Linked DNA regions of Anas platyrhynchos: region 1 is linked to region 2. The links are chromatin contacts, called in public Hi-C maps. All regions are on one chromosome and are shown on one strand. Each heading gives the region's core, a stretch centred on a gene start, on an enhancer-like site or on the middle of the called end of the contact. The rest is flanking DNA. Distances are from core to core; before and after follow the strand shown.

Region 1 (2,700 bases), core at 7-2,506, 330 kb before region 2:
AATAAGTCCATCCACTATAACCCACATTATGTTTACTTTTAGTGTGTGGTGTTTGGAATCTTGAACAGCCATGAGGACACATGGCTGTGTGCGTTTCAGCAGTCTGCAGTTCACTGAAAGGTCCTAAAGTGAGTTATCGTTGTAGAATTATTCTCCCTTTAATTGCGAAATGTGGCTTTATCAGTACTTCAGATAGAGTTTTCAAATGATCTCAATTAGGAAAATTACTTCATTAGAAATAACTACTTTCGTGTTATGTCAGCATTCAGTGTCAAGCGCTTGTTTTTCACAAACAGCATGCAAGACAGAAGAGCAATAGCAAAATAAACAGTTTGCTAGGAATCCCCTCCTAGCTCACACACAACAAAATATTTTTGTTGCTGACCCAGAACGGATCATGAATGAGATATTGTTCAGATGGCTACGCATGGAGATCACAACTTGGCAGGTTTCATTTTAAGCTGAGATCCTAGTTAAGCAAAGAACAAGTCCTTCCATGCTACACAACCACGGAGGTTATTGATACTGACACTGCTTGCACGTGGCGCTAGGAGCCTGGGCTGCTGCGGAGCACAGGTATGTGCTGCTACCATTAACAGGAGCTCCAAGGCTTTGCTGAAAGGCTGCTGCCTGCCCCTGATGGGGAGCAGATCCCCACCGTGGTGTGGGCTAACCTGCTGGCAACTGAGCCAGAAAGCACAAAGCTGTGGTTCGCAGCAAACCATGACATGAGGGGCTGCTCCAGCAGGACACCCCTGCGAAATCCACACTGCTCAGTGCATCAGGACAGCACCCACGGAGGGTCACACGCCTTTCAGTCGTGTGAGTTGTGCATGCAGAAGTGTCATCTCCGTGTCCAGCGCTTCTTTTCCATCACCTGCCCTACCCACAGCCTCAGCCCCTCGTATCCCCTGCAGCCTGCGCGCCCCACCTCGCAAACCGAGGCTGCTGTGTGCACGCAGAGCGTGCATTTACCACAAGTGTCCGTGTGTCTGTGTGTCTGTGTCCCCGCCCGCAGCCCCGCTACCTGCCGAAGTGTCCCAGCGAGTCGAAGAGCCGCTCGGAGCCAGGAGCCATGGCGGGACGGCCGCAAGCCGCGAGCCTTCAGCGCCGCTGCCCTGAGGAGACACCGGGAGCCGCCCGGCCCCTGCCCTCCGCCCCCTTCACGGTCCCGGCCCCGGTCCCGATCCCGATCCCGGTCCCGGCCCCGGCGGGGCCCCGCTGCCCGCCCCGCCCCTGCCCCGGGCCCCCCTCGCCCTCACCCGGCCCGGCCCGGCGCAAGGTGGCGGCTGAGGGGCGCCCGCCCAACGGTCGCGCCCCAACGGTCGCGGCCCGCCGCCAACCGTCCCTCGGCCGCCTTCGCACCCCCCCCCAGAGCAGGGAGCCCCCAAATTGAGTTAAAGGAACCCTGAGGTGCCTTCAACCCCCCTCCGAAACAGGCACACGATGTAAAACACTATCAGCATTCAATAAAAGTGAAATATGGGTCCCATGTAACACGGCTGTCACTCGCAAATTTAGTACGTTTTTTTTTTCTGACAGTTTTTTTCACGTTTTTAGATAGTAAGGCTTTTTTCACCCCCCAGAGCATGTAATTTCCCTTCTCGGTTAGACCCAGCCACGCTCCGAAGTCTCCTTCAGAGCCAAGTGCCCCTGCGGTTCGGTGAGGCGAGACCCATCTCCAGCTCTGACTGGGCTGCTCTCCTGAAAAACAGGAAGAAAAGTAAAAAACAAAACCAAAAACAGCCCAAACAATTCCGTCTTACCATATTTGCATTGCATATTTTATTATTTTTTAGGAGGCGCAGAAAAATCTCCACAGAACAAACCCAAGCAAGCGCCACAGCTGCGGCTCTGCGCGGGGCAGATGTTCGTGCTACGTGGTGGCGATCTGTCCCGCTGCAGACCTACAAAAAGCAGATGTTTGTCGGCCCCCTTGGCTCCGAGCAGCTCCTGAGCAGCCCAGCAGTGAGCAAATAGCACGATACGCAGCCAGGAATGTGAAGAACAGGGCCAGGAGAGGATTCCTCCTCATAGCTACTGTGGTGTATTCCCCCCATCCCACACAAGCTTTGAAGCATCGCTGCTTGATAATCTCTCTGTACATCTTCCTGCATCTGCAACAGATTTTTTTAATACACAGCCTGGAGTGTGCTGCTGCTACCTCCTTAGGGTACGTGAACCAGCAAGTCCAAGGACTGATTTGTTGGTTTGTGGTAAATTTTTTTGTATTTGTTGTTTTTTTACCTCAAAAATATCAACATTTAACTTAATCGACCTTGTTTTTCTCTGGAGAATGTTTTCCAGGTCGAAGTGGTACGTGCTGGAGTGCAGCACTGGTACTTTCACAAAGCGTTTCTTTCTCCAAAGAGCCACACTAGTTAAATAGTTATTTGCAAAGCCAAACAGCAACGAATAGTAAACACTCTGGCTAAATATTGCATTGCTGCTCTTCTGCCTGGTTTTAGTGTCTTGCCTCCTACAACAAGTAAATTCATTAGGTTTCAGCAGGAAGATCTTTTTTTTTCAGTGTAAAGGTCAAGCAGGAAAATAAGAGAGAAGTCCCTTTCAGCACCATTTTTAAACCTAAAAACATCCAGAGTTCTCCCTTTGCAGAATCTCTCACAGACATTCCCGCACACATTTCTCTCTATGCCTGCATCTTTGCAAATATCATGACTTTACTGCCTGTATCAGGGT
Region 2 (2,700 bases), core at 161-2,660:
AAAGTCGTATCAATGAACTCTGTCTGCTTTTAAAATCAGTTGCTGCAGACCAGAAACTCAGGCAGGAGCTGCGGAGGAGCAGCCCCTCAGCCAGGCGGCACACGCTGTGCTGACACCAGCCCCTGCTGACCTTTAGGAACGGGATTTATACTGGGTTTGTTCTAGGATTGTAACCACCAGCAGAGCCTCAGAAATTACAGTCTCCTCTGGTTCATTTGGAAGAGGCTGGGGCTGGTCTGAAACCATGGGGCCAAACTAAGTAATACTCAAGACGCTTTCAACGTTCAGTTTGTATCTTGTGAACAAGTCTGTGGCTCTCTTCTAGGGCAGCGAATTTTTAAGCCAAGTTTTAAAATATCATCAGTGGCATTAAACTGATACATGGGTTTTCTGCTGGCTCTGGATTGTGTATGATCTAGGAGGGCCAAGAATTTGCGCCATGAGGCGCATGTAGATCGGGACACATGCTCCTACTGACAGGCTGAGTCACCAAACACTGACTAGAACTGGATCCCAGCCCTTGCTGCCCTGGCACAAGTTGCACTGACAAGAGAGCAAAACCCCTGGTCCTTCGGCGAGGCCAGACCAATCCGCCCAGTTTTAATTTATTCCAGAACAAAAGCAATGTAAAAGGGCGAGCGCACCACAGGAAAACACATCGCCTTCCTTTCCTGTCATTTACAATGCAGATGAGAGCTGCTATTGCAAAATACAGCAAGAAAAGAGAAGTTCACATCTTAGTAATGTGGTATTTATGAATCGAGAATTAAAATGGTTTTCTAGGAACAGAGCCCCATAGGAATATGGCTAATTAATGCCCAGATTACGGGAACATTTATATCCCTGCAATTCAGGCAAGTAATCAAAATGGTTCATGCGCGAGTGCTAAAAATGATTTCAACAATAACAACAAAAATAAACCCAAATATTAATTTTAAACTACTGCAGTACAAAAATTAGGTGAGGGCATACTGAAAGGGGAAGCAGAGTGCTTTGCTATAACGCATTAGGGAGCACAGTCAGCTGCCCTCTTAATTGACTTCTAGCTCAAGGGAAAAAAAACAGCTTGGAATATTTGTAGCAAGAGGAAAGGTAACAAAAAAAACCCAAACTAGAACACATCCACATTATGCATGCAGATAAATATTTTGTTCTCAGACAAAGGTTTTTTTTTTTTGTTACTGGAACATCACCAGTTGTTTTATAACAAAAGCTGATTTTTTCAACATATTTTACAACTCTTCATCAACACTTATGAAAAGGAACCTAAAAAACCGTGCAAGATATTCTTAAAAATGAAAAAAAAGCAAGAAAAGGAAAAAAGCATCTTTTGTTCAGCTCCTCTCCGCCCCCTTTGGCTTCGGTTTTATGCAATGCTAAGGAGAGTAACAGCTGCTGCGCTGCCTTCAGCAGCAACGGGAAAAGCAAACAAGTTCTAACACGTTTAACACCAGGGCTGCACTTCCTATTTCTGTTGAGGGTATTCAGTAACACGCTGCTTTGAAATTTCAGCCTCTGTCTGTGGCTGACAGACATCTGACAATGCTTTAATCATACCTTGACCAGCTGTTCCTGCTTACGCTCCAGCTCTCGGATTTCTTGGTTGAGAATCACTGCCACATGCTGCGGCTGGCTTCTGCATTTATTACAGATCCCGTACTGGGTCAGTTCATCACACACGGGACAGTGTAAGGTCGTGAAATACTGCGAGATTGTGCCTTTGCGTCCTTCCAGCTCACTGCGGGCAGTGGAGGCAGTTTTTTGGATCTGTTTGGTAGAAAGTAAGAGGTAAGGAACTTTGGAGAGAGCAGCTTGTGTTGTTCCTAGATTACGCAGGCATTTTTATGGAGTATGGAAACGTAACGTAGCCTGTGGGGCACAGCTCATAGGCAAATTATGAAGGTGGATTGCAGCGCTCTAAGGAGCACCTGCCCACACACTATGACCAGTTTCACAAGGAAGCTCACCAGAAGGGAGAAACAGAGTAACACTGCAGAAATCCTAAATCACGGGGTAAATTCCTGAGCTCATCTCAAACCCCGCTTCCTGCAGTTGTTCATCTATGCGCTGAGCTGCTGCTCCACGTGCCCTGCTGCAGCTCCGGTGGCTGCAGTTTTGGAAACAACCAGATTAAAACTTCTGGTGATTCTTAAGAAAGTGTTCCTGCTGCTTTGGCATTACCACATTTTTTAGGAAGAGGATCCTCAGAACATCTTGGAAAAACAAGAGTTCCAACACTGACCGTACAGAATTTAAATTAAGTACAGCCTGACAGATCAACCTTGAACAGAAGGATCAGAAGGAAAAATTGACTTGCTAAATGAAAAAAACACACAAGACCTAAGAATCAAGCCTGCATGTTTAGGCATGAAACCATTGCCTTGTAAAAAACTGACCTGCTCCGTTACCTCCCACAAGCCTCGTCCTGTGAAAAGCCACAATAAAACCAAGCACCGCACGGATGCACTGCACACGTCATCTGTTTGTTCCCAAAGGCACTTACCCGTGGCAGTTCGTGGTACCAGCTGAAGACGTCGATGCCGATCAGCGAGAAGACCCGGGCCAGCGGCGGCAGAATTTGTTTGGTAATGTAGTAGGTGGCGTTCAGCCGCAGGTTGGGATCCTGCAGGACCTCGATGGGCCGTCGCACCAGCTGGATCAGGGGCAGCCCAGGCATGCCATACACGATGACGTAGGGCA

What was found. A called contact is a pair of places that touch in the nucleus more often than the background predicts.
Region 1: a contact with region 2 is called in a Hi-C map of skeletal muscle, with 2.9 times the contacts expected there. The contact joins the promoter of SLC22A16 here to the enhancer-like site in region 2. A contact is called at or near these places in 2 of 8 Hi-C or Micro-C datasets (liver and skeletal muscle).

Annotation. Positions count from the first base shown.
Region 1 is chr3:72,735,544-72,738,243 of IASCAAS_PekinDuck_T2T, reverse strand. It overlaps SLC22A16 (solute carrier family 22 member 16), which reads right to left and starts at 1,256. Exons shown (of 9, transcript XM_072036103.1): 1 at 1,028-1,256.
Region 2 is chr3:72,401,186-72,403,885 of IASCAAS_PekinDuck_T2T, reverse strand. It overlaps REV3L (REV3 like, DNA directed polymerase zeta catalytic subunit), which reads right to left. Exons shown (of 32, transcript XM_027454696.3): 30 at 2,504-2,700; 31 at 1,558-1,767. Among named protein-coding and RNA genes, the nearest start is that of MFSD4B, 14 kb to the left of the region's middle. Within about 2 kb of position 1,410, at least 1 of the 8 cell types and tissues checked has an H3K27ac peak or open chromatin away from gene starts, as enhancers often do.